2 separate regions of the Sus scrofa genome follow, and region 2 is linked to region 1. The links are chromatin contacts, called in public Hi-C maps. All regions are on one chromosome and are shown on one strand. The core of a region is the stretch at or near the end of the contact, and the rest is flanking DNA. Distances in the headings are between cores, read along the strand shown. Region 1 overlaps FBXW7 (F-box/WD repeat-containing protein 7). Region 2 has its middle 260 kb from the start of GATB.

Region 1 (3,707 bases), core at 915-3,414:
TTATGCAATAGAAAATTACTGGCAGGCAGTCTAAGACCCAGGCAGTCTAAAACTAAAAGTGTTAATTTTATTTTTTAACTATCTTCCCCCGAATATTCTAATCTGAATTTTATCTTTCAAATGTAGTCCTTGTCTGTTATTATAAATGCAAGGCTATAATTTACCATAATAGTAAAACCTAGAAAAGTCAAACTGAACGGCGACCCTGGGAAGCCCTCAGGGAAAGCCTTTAAGTTTTCTATCAATTTTTCTTACAGAATCTGCTCCTAAGCCTTTTAGGTTTCATGTACTTGTAAAGAAGATAAAGATAGAAAAAAATACATTGTACATATGAAATAATCTACCATACACTGTATTTAAGTTTATTAGAAATATTCAACAGAAAAAAATTATCTTGATTGTTTATACCTTAACCCTTTAATTTAAAAAACCCACACTTCTTTTCCTGAATTTGAAAATTAACTTATACTGGTGTTTTCTTTAGCAAAAATAATGAAATAATAAATTAGTTTATTAATGACTTTAAAACTTTTAGAGGCCTCTGTGTAAAGGCTTAAATCAGAGTGGTGACCTCATTCAGAAGTTAAAATGAAAGTGACCAAGTGAAAGACAAAATAAAAGAAACACTTTGAAAACATAGGAAAGAAGAAAATATGATGGTGATGGAGATATTTATATTCTATTTTCAATGTAGACATCATATTTAAAACTCACTCAAAAAGTTTCTCAACATGGCCACCACCTGTTTGGAATAGTAGAAACAATTCAAAAAGAACGAAGGTACTTAGAAAATATTTTTTTACAAAAGCTATTTAAGTCCCAGCAAATAGAAGATTCTCGTCACTAAAGAGGAAAAATATTTTTTCAGGTGTTATGAGTTAATCTACTCATTTAATAAAATGTTTCCCTTTTAGTAGAGAGAGAAAAAGGGGGGGAGGTAAAAAAGGGAACTAAAATACTAATAGCACTGATATATGTGAGCACTCATTTACTCTCTGACAAGGTTTTTTTTTTTTTTTGGCTTAATGTGTTCAGGATCCTAAACATACTTTAGATCTAAAAATATATCACTCTAGTTAAAAATTCAAAATAGCAATACCAAGTAACTTAGAAAATACAACAGAACTGTTCATATTAAGAGGGTCAAAACTTAGTGGGGAGGAGGAGAATGTCATCCTCAAATACATTCAATCAATCATAACCTGATTATAGATTAGCACAAGTTCTACAAAATGTTTGTTGGTTTAGGATTGTCTATATGTAAAACTGTATCATAACTGCCACATAATAGCACACTGTTTTTCATTTTGTATAACAACAAAAAGTAATGTCTCTGTTAAGTTTGAATTTAAGAAATAGTGATTTAAAAATAATACAGCTTAAAGTGCCAGCTAAACTCGTCCAAAGGGCTAAACGCTGTAATTTCCCATGTATAAGGACAGCACCACCAGCTTTTTGCTTTTCCCACAAAATTAAAGCCGCAAATTTGGGGGTTTAGTATTTGTCAACATACCTCAAAACATAGTTTTTACATTTACCAATTTTAAGGAAGTTTAAAGCGTTGTAATGTCACAGAAAGGTGAAGTGGATAACCTTGGCCTCCCGGGCTGCTCTATCCTATTATCAAGTCTACCGCTTACATACGATGTCACTGGCTACTTAATGCCCTGATAGTTTTACTTATAAACATCCATTGAAATCTGTAGCATTTCTTCACCAAAGAAGGCAAAAGTCATTTATTTAAATAAATATTCCTACTTTTCAAATGTGGGAGACTTACCCGTCTTCGACAAAAGGGGAGGCCTTGGGCAATGATGCTAATGCTAAATATCTTCATCACAGTTTGATGCGGAAGAGGCTCTTTCACATTTTTCAGATCAACAGGAACCAAGCCATGGTTTAGAGTAGCTTTTCCAGGTTTTGACATTTTAAAACTCCTCTGGGCCGATGAACACTCTTTACATGTAATACAGGCACATTACTAAAAACCCTAGCCAGCAAATTAAAATATAACTTTCTAATTAAAAAAAAATAAAAGGCTGAGAACCCAAGGCCTGCTGCTTTTGTCTTTCAACCTTCTCCTACCAAATGTCCTGACCTGTCTGAGGCTTGCTGAAGTGCAAACTATCCTAGAATAGCCAGGAATTATAAACTACTGAAGTGAAAGCTCCTGCTCCTGCCAGTCAAACAGCTGGTGAACCTCCCATACAGAGTCAGTAATGTGAACACAACCAAAGCAGGGCTGTGCTGTAGGGTCCCTTGGAAAACTTCTCCAGGGCCTAACCTAGGTAATTCCCTAGAAAGTGAAAGCATTTACAAAAATCCAAAAGCTAGCCTTGTATTTTTCTCTAACATATCTTATTAAAAAGGCTTCCTCACCCAATATCAGCATTAATATTTTAAGAATGTTTTGAATTGTGCTTCAAATTTATGGACAATGGTTATTCATGCTCAGAAAATAGAGACATGTATTTGCTCTTAGAGACATTCAGAATGAGCACTATATCTTCAAGAATTTGTCTTAAACATGCTCTCTTTTCCTCTTCCATAAGTATCATTCTTTTTTTTTTTTTCGTATAAGTACCATTCTTTATCTCACAGTCCCACTAAATCGACTCTAACTCTCTATAGCTATTAATACACACTTCAGATTAATCTTATCAGGAGACATTTTAGTTGTTTGCAAATTTCAGTTCAATCTCTATAATTCTGAAACACTTAGTGATTCCACTTGAAAGTATAACAGTCATGTGGCTGATTAAATATATTTAAAAACCCAAGTATTTATGAATGTAACCTGTGATGGGAAGGAATTGTAGTAAAATGAGTAATAACTAACCAGCTCATCACAGATCCTTAGGGCCTACTTTCTCTAATATACCACAGTTATTTATGTCTTGCTATGACACACAGTGGGAATGTGTCTACTCAAGGACTTTCAGTGGGTCCCCAGTACTTCAGATAAAGGTTGGAGATGCAGACTCCTCAGAGTGGCCCCAAACATATCTTTACAGCATTATCTCAAACTCCCTAAATTAACTACTTATGCCAGAGTTAATTAATCTTTATGCTACATTTCACATTCAAACCCATGAACTAGGCCATTATGGAGATGATTAAAAAAAAAAAAAAGCCTAGTGTGAGAATTAATAGCCAGTAGTTTTAATAGGTGTGAATTATCCATTCACAATGTTCAGCTACTTTCCTTCCATTCTATTTTCTTCTTCCAGTAGCCAGTCATCTCATTTATCTCTCCTTTCAACTGCTTTTATGGATTTTTATAAGTGGGAATTTAGAATGAGATGGAGAGAAGTAGAAAGGAGACTGTCAGAAATGGGTGATTTCTTTGACTTTGGAAATCTGTCTTATTAAATACAAAGTGGGCTGCTAGAATCCACACACAACAAACACCCCTAGTCCTGCCATGTTGCTACTTTCTTTAAAGTACATCTTTCTCTGACATCACAACTTAAAATGTAATTAAAAATGCAAAATCATTAGCAAAAGTGACATTTTTAGGTCAAGAAAATAAACAACTAAATTCCTCCAAAGAAGATATATAAATGAGCAATAAGCCCACATAAAGATGGTCATTATCACTAGTCATTAGACAATGCAGATCAAGAACAGAACCATTCTGTACACCCATTAATATAGGTTTTCTTTAAACGTCCACAGAAAAACAAGTGTTGGCAAGGATGTGGAGA
Region 2 (3,650 bases), core at 899-3,398, 320 kb before region 1:
CCCTCAGGAGACATGACTGTCAGAGGGGTCTCCTCCAGCCAGGAGCCAAGGTCTGCACCCCAACGCAAAGCCTTCAGAGGCAGAGACAAGACAGGCCACCTTGCCAATCCAGTGGTACTTCCTGCCTTGTCACTGGGAATTCCTTTGCTCTGTGGAACCTGAGTCCCTTTCATAACAATGGAAGGAACTTGCCTTTCAAGATCCCTTCAGAAGGAAAATTTTGCATTGTTTAAAAAAAAAAAAAATCCACTGTTTAAGAAAATGGAAAAAGACAGAATTCTCCTTCAAGAAATAACAACGCTGCCAGCTTACTCCGGGTGTGAAATAATGCCCTTGGCAATGAGATTGGGGTGTTCTATCATCATCTCAATAAACTTTCTCTCCCCTGGGTAACATTTTATAGTTACTGCTTCTACGCCCCATTGGCACAGACATAATTTATTATTTGTTTACATGTTTCACTTACCCTGCTAAGGTGGGAGCCCAGTGATGAATTTTTACTGTGTGTGCCTCTGTACGTGTGTGTGTGCATGCACGAGGGCTTGCACACACATTGACAGACTGCTCAAAGAGAGCTGACAGGTTCTGAGCCTTCTACTTCTCATCGCTCAAGTGGCCTTCCCAGGAACCGGCACCTCCATGTGCTCTTGGCTTAGATCAAACATGTCCTTGTGTCCTCACAGTTCCTTCTTCTGATTTCCATGCTGCTGCTGGCTGCCTGTGATCACTCACCTTCCACACTCACTCCTTTGACTCACCCTCCTGGATAAAGATGCAATTCCTCCCATTTCTGGGCAGAACACCGTTTTGCACAGTACTTTTCTCAGGAGAGTTGTGTGAAGGAAATAAAGCAGCGGTTAACTCCATCTGAGACCCAGCAAGGTCAAGGGTGTATGCAAGTTCAAACAGCAAGAGTCAAATTCTGCCCTGGCCAGCTCTGATGGGAGAAAAATGACCAGCTCACCCACTCAAGCGAGTCATAAAGTCCTCAAGTTCTTCACTATTGAAAGATGGAGATGTTCATACCTAACTGCACAAGATTTTTTTTCTTAAACAATAGATTATTGAAAAGGCTCAGCAGAGTGACTGGCGTGTCATAACGGTGTGATAAATGTTACCAATGCTAGTGGTCTTTTCCAAATAGTGTGTTCTGGAACCTTGTAATAACAACAACAATAATAGGTAACTTAAATAACAATAATAAGACTAGGTGACTTACTACATACCAGACACCATTTGAAGCCCTTTTCATGAATTGCCCCATGCAGTCCTCACGACAGACCTATCAGTAGGTATCATTATCATGCCTGTAGTATGATTAACAGACAGAGAGGTTGTGAGGTTTCAGTGACTTGATAATTTCCTTGCCTTTAATAAGCGAATTAGTCCAGGAGCTCCCGTGGTGACACAGCAGAAACAAATCTGACTAGTATCCATGTGGATGAGGGTTTGATCCCTGGCCTCGCTCAGTGGGTTAAGGATCTGGCGTTGCTGTGAGCTGTGGTGTAGGTCACAGACGTGCCTTGGATCTGGCACTGCTGTGGTTGTGGTGGAAGCCGGCAGCTGTAGCTCCCATTTGACCCCTAGCCTGGGAACTGCCATGTGCCCAGGGTGCAGCTCTAAAAAGACCAAAAAAAAAAAAAAAAAAAAAAAAAAAAAAAAAAAAAAAAAGTGACAGAGAGAATTAGCCCACACATGAAGTATTTCCTTGCTCTGGCATCAGTCCAGATGCACGGAACTGTGACTGCCAGGGGATCTGCAAACCCCCAGACCAGGGCTTGCTCAGATGGATGTCACCATCTCTGGGGCATCCGCTCCCCAACTTCCCCCTCTGTGCGTGATATTCCCAATCTTATATCTCAGGGGTTCCTCTGGTGAGGAAAGTGAGGCTTAGAAGGGGTAACGACCCACCAAGATCTCCATGGAGGGCTCCGAGGGTCCCCTCCATGTCCTTGGATGCTGCAGGAGCTCAAAGAGCCGAGCTGCCTGCAGCGGCCCCCACGGCTTTGGGAGGCCTGGAGCACTGGCACCTGCGGCTGACCGCGTCGGAGCCGGAGGACAGTGACATTCAGTAGGGGGCACCCGAGAGCCCAGATGGCCGGGAGCAGCCCTCCCTCCAGGCCCCGCCGCCGACCGGGAAGGACTTGGAATTTAATCCTCCGCATTCCATTCTGGGTTCCTGTGACATAATAAAGCCCTAGGAGGGATCTCGAGTGACTCGTCAGCAGAACCCGCAGCGGGATTTTCTATAGATAGCCAGGGCGTGTCTCGAGCTTCGTCCGCGCTGCGGGAGGAAGGTTCTTTTCTGCCTGGGCTGGGCAGTACTGTGGGCGGCAGGTGGGAGGCTTCGGGGACCCGCCAGGCCCTGGGGCCCCGGGGGACTTGGTCAGGCAGCAGGGGAGGGGGCCCCCCAGAGATCCCAGGCCAGGCCCGGGAATTCCAACTATGGCGTTTTGGAGAAAACTATTTAGTTATTTGCCCTCACTGACCTCAATCCATGTTGGGACTGCGGCTGCAATGAGATGTCCCAAATACTGAGCCTCAAGCAGCCTTTGATGCTGGCTCTGAAAAGATTCCGTGGCCTGAGCCAGGCTCTCATGGGCGAGAGAGGCGTGTTTGGAATGTGGGTGTGCGGTGTTGTGATTGGAGGTTTGGGGTTTCAGAGTTCCTTAATTTGCATGGCCATGCAGCAGGGTTATTACTGTTCACAATAGAGGGTTGGAATTTGAAACTCTGTTTACTTTTCCAGATGCCAAACAGGCAGCATTCCTATCAAGAATGTCCTGTAAAGACCAGCATGATAGTATAGAATCCTATTAGTGTGTGTGGGTGTATGTATATATATATGTGTATATATATATATACACATATACATATATATATATTTTTTCATCTTGACTGCTGGTGGAGAGGAATTCTCAGAAGCCATGCATATATTTTACATAAAATAATAGCTAAGCTGCCAAGGGCTTTAATGATATAATTTCATCTTGGGATTCTGCGCTCTTTGGTTTATGCTGCCTGCCATCAGAACCCTGAGACAGAATTAATTCATGTAACTGGGACAAGCCCAATTGCTGTGTTGCCATTCCACTTATAAGTGAACTCAACTATTTTAATTGCCCAAACATTTGGTGGGTAGGGTATGAGGTGGAGAGAAGTATGTCAGATGTATTCATTAGCTGCAGAATAAATTCCTCAGAGGCAATACACTGTTGTTGTTCAAAATAAGAACATTCTGGTCTAATAGCTTGGGTTTGCATCCTGACTTGGGCCTAAAATTGTGAAAACCTGGGAGTTCCCTGGTGGCTCAGTGGGTTAAGGACCTGACATTGTCACTGCTTGTTGTTCTGGTTACTGCTGTTTCTCAGGTTCCATCCCTGGCCCAGGAAATTCTGCAGGCCATGGGCACAGCCAAATGAAACAAAAGCTGTGAAAACTTGAGTTAGTGATCATCCCTGAGCCTCCATTTACTCGTTTGGGATACTGGTTGCCTGCTTCTCAGGGTTGTTGAGAGGATTCAGTGCTGTCAGAACGGATGCGGTGGATGAATACAAGGTCTCTGAAAGACCCTGGCTATAGTGCCTGGAGCACTGTAGCTGTTGATACATGGCTGCTGTTTTATTAGCTCCACAACCACAGCCAAACAT

The links. Hi-C and Micro-C count contacts between places; a contact is called where the count stands out from the background.
Region 2: a contact with region 1 is called in a Hi-C map of fetal skeletal muscle, with 4 times the contacts expected there. The contact joins two enhancer-like sites. A contact is called at or near these places in 11 of 47 Hi-C or Micro-C datasets (embryonic fibroblasts, fetal liver, fetal skeletal muscle and 7 more) and 1 of 2 datasets of contacts at active chromatin or transcription factors (skeletal muscle).

Annotation. Positions count from the first base shown.
Region 1 is chr8:76,635,963-76,639,669 of Sscrofa11.1, reverse strand. All of the region lies in intron 2 of FBXW7 (F-box/WD repeat-containing protein 7), which reads right to left. Among named protein-coding and RNA genes, the nearest start is that of FBXW7, 160 kb to the right of the region's middle. Within about 2 kb of position 2,164, at least 6 of the 83 cell types and tissues checked have an H3K27ac peak or open chromatin away from gene starts, as enhancers often do. A contact at or near this core is called in fetal skeletal muscle and skeletal muscle, where this site is marked.
Region 2 is chr8:76,955,924-76,959,573 of Sscrofa11.1, reverse strand. No RefSeq gene overlaps it. Among named protein-coding and RNA genes, the nearest start is that of GATB, 260 kb to the left of the region's middle. Within about 2 kb of position 2,148, at least 63 of the 83 cell types and tissues checked have an H3K27ac peak or open chromatin away from gene starts, as enhancers often do. A contact at or near this core is called in fetal skeletal muscle and skeletal muscle, where this site is marked.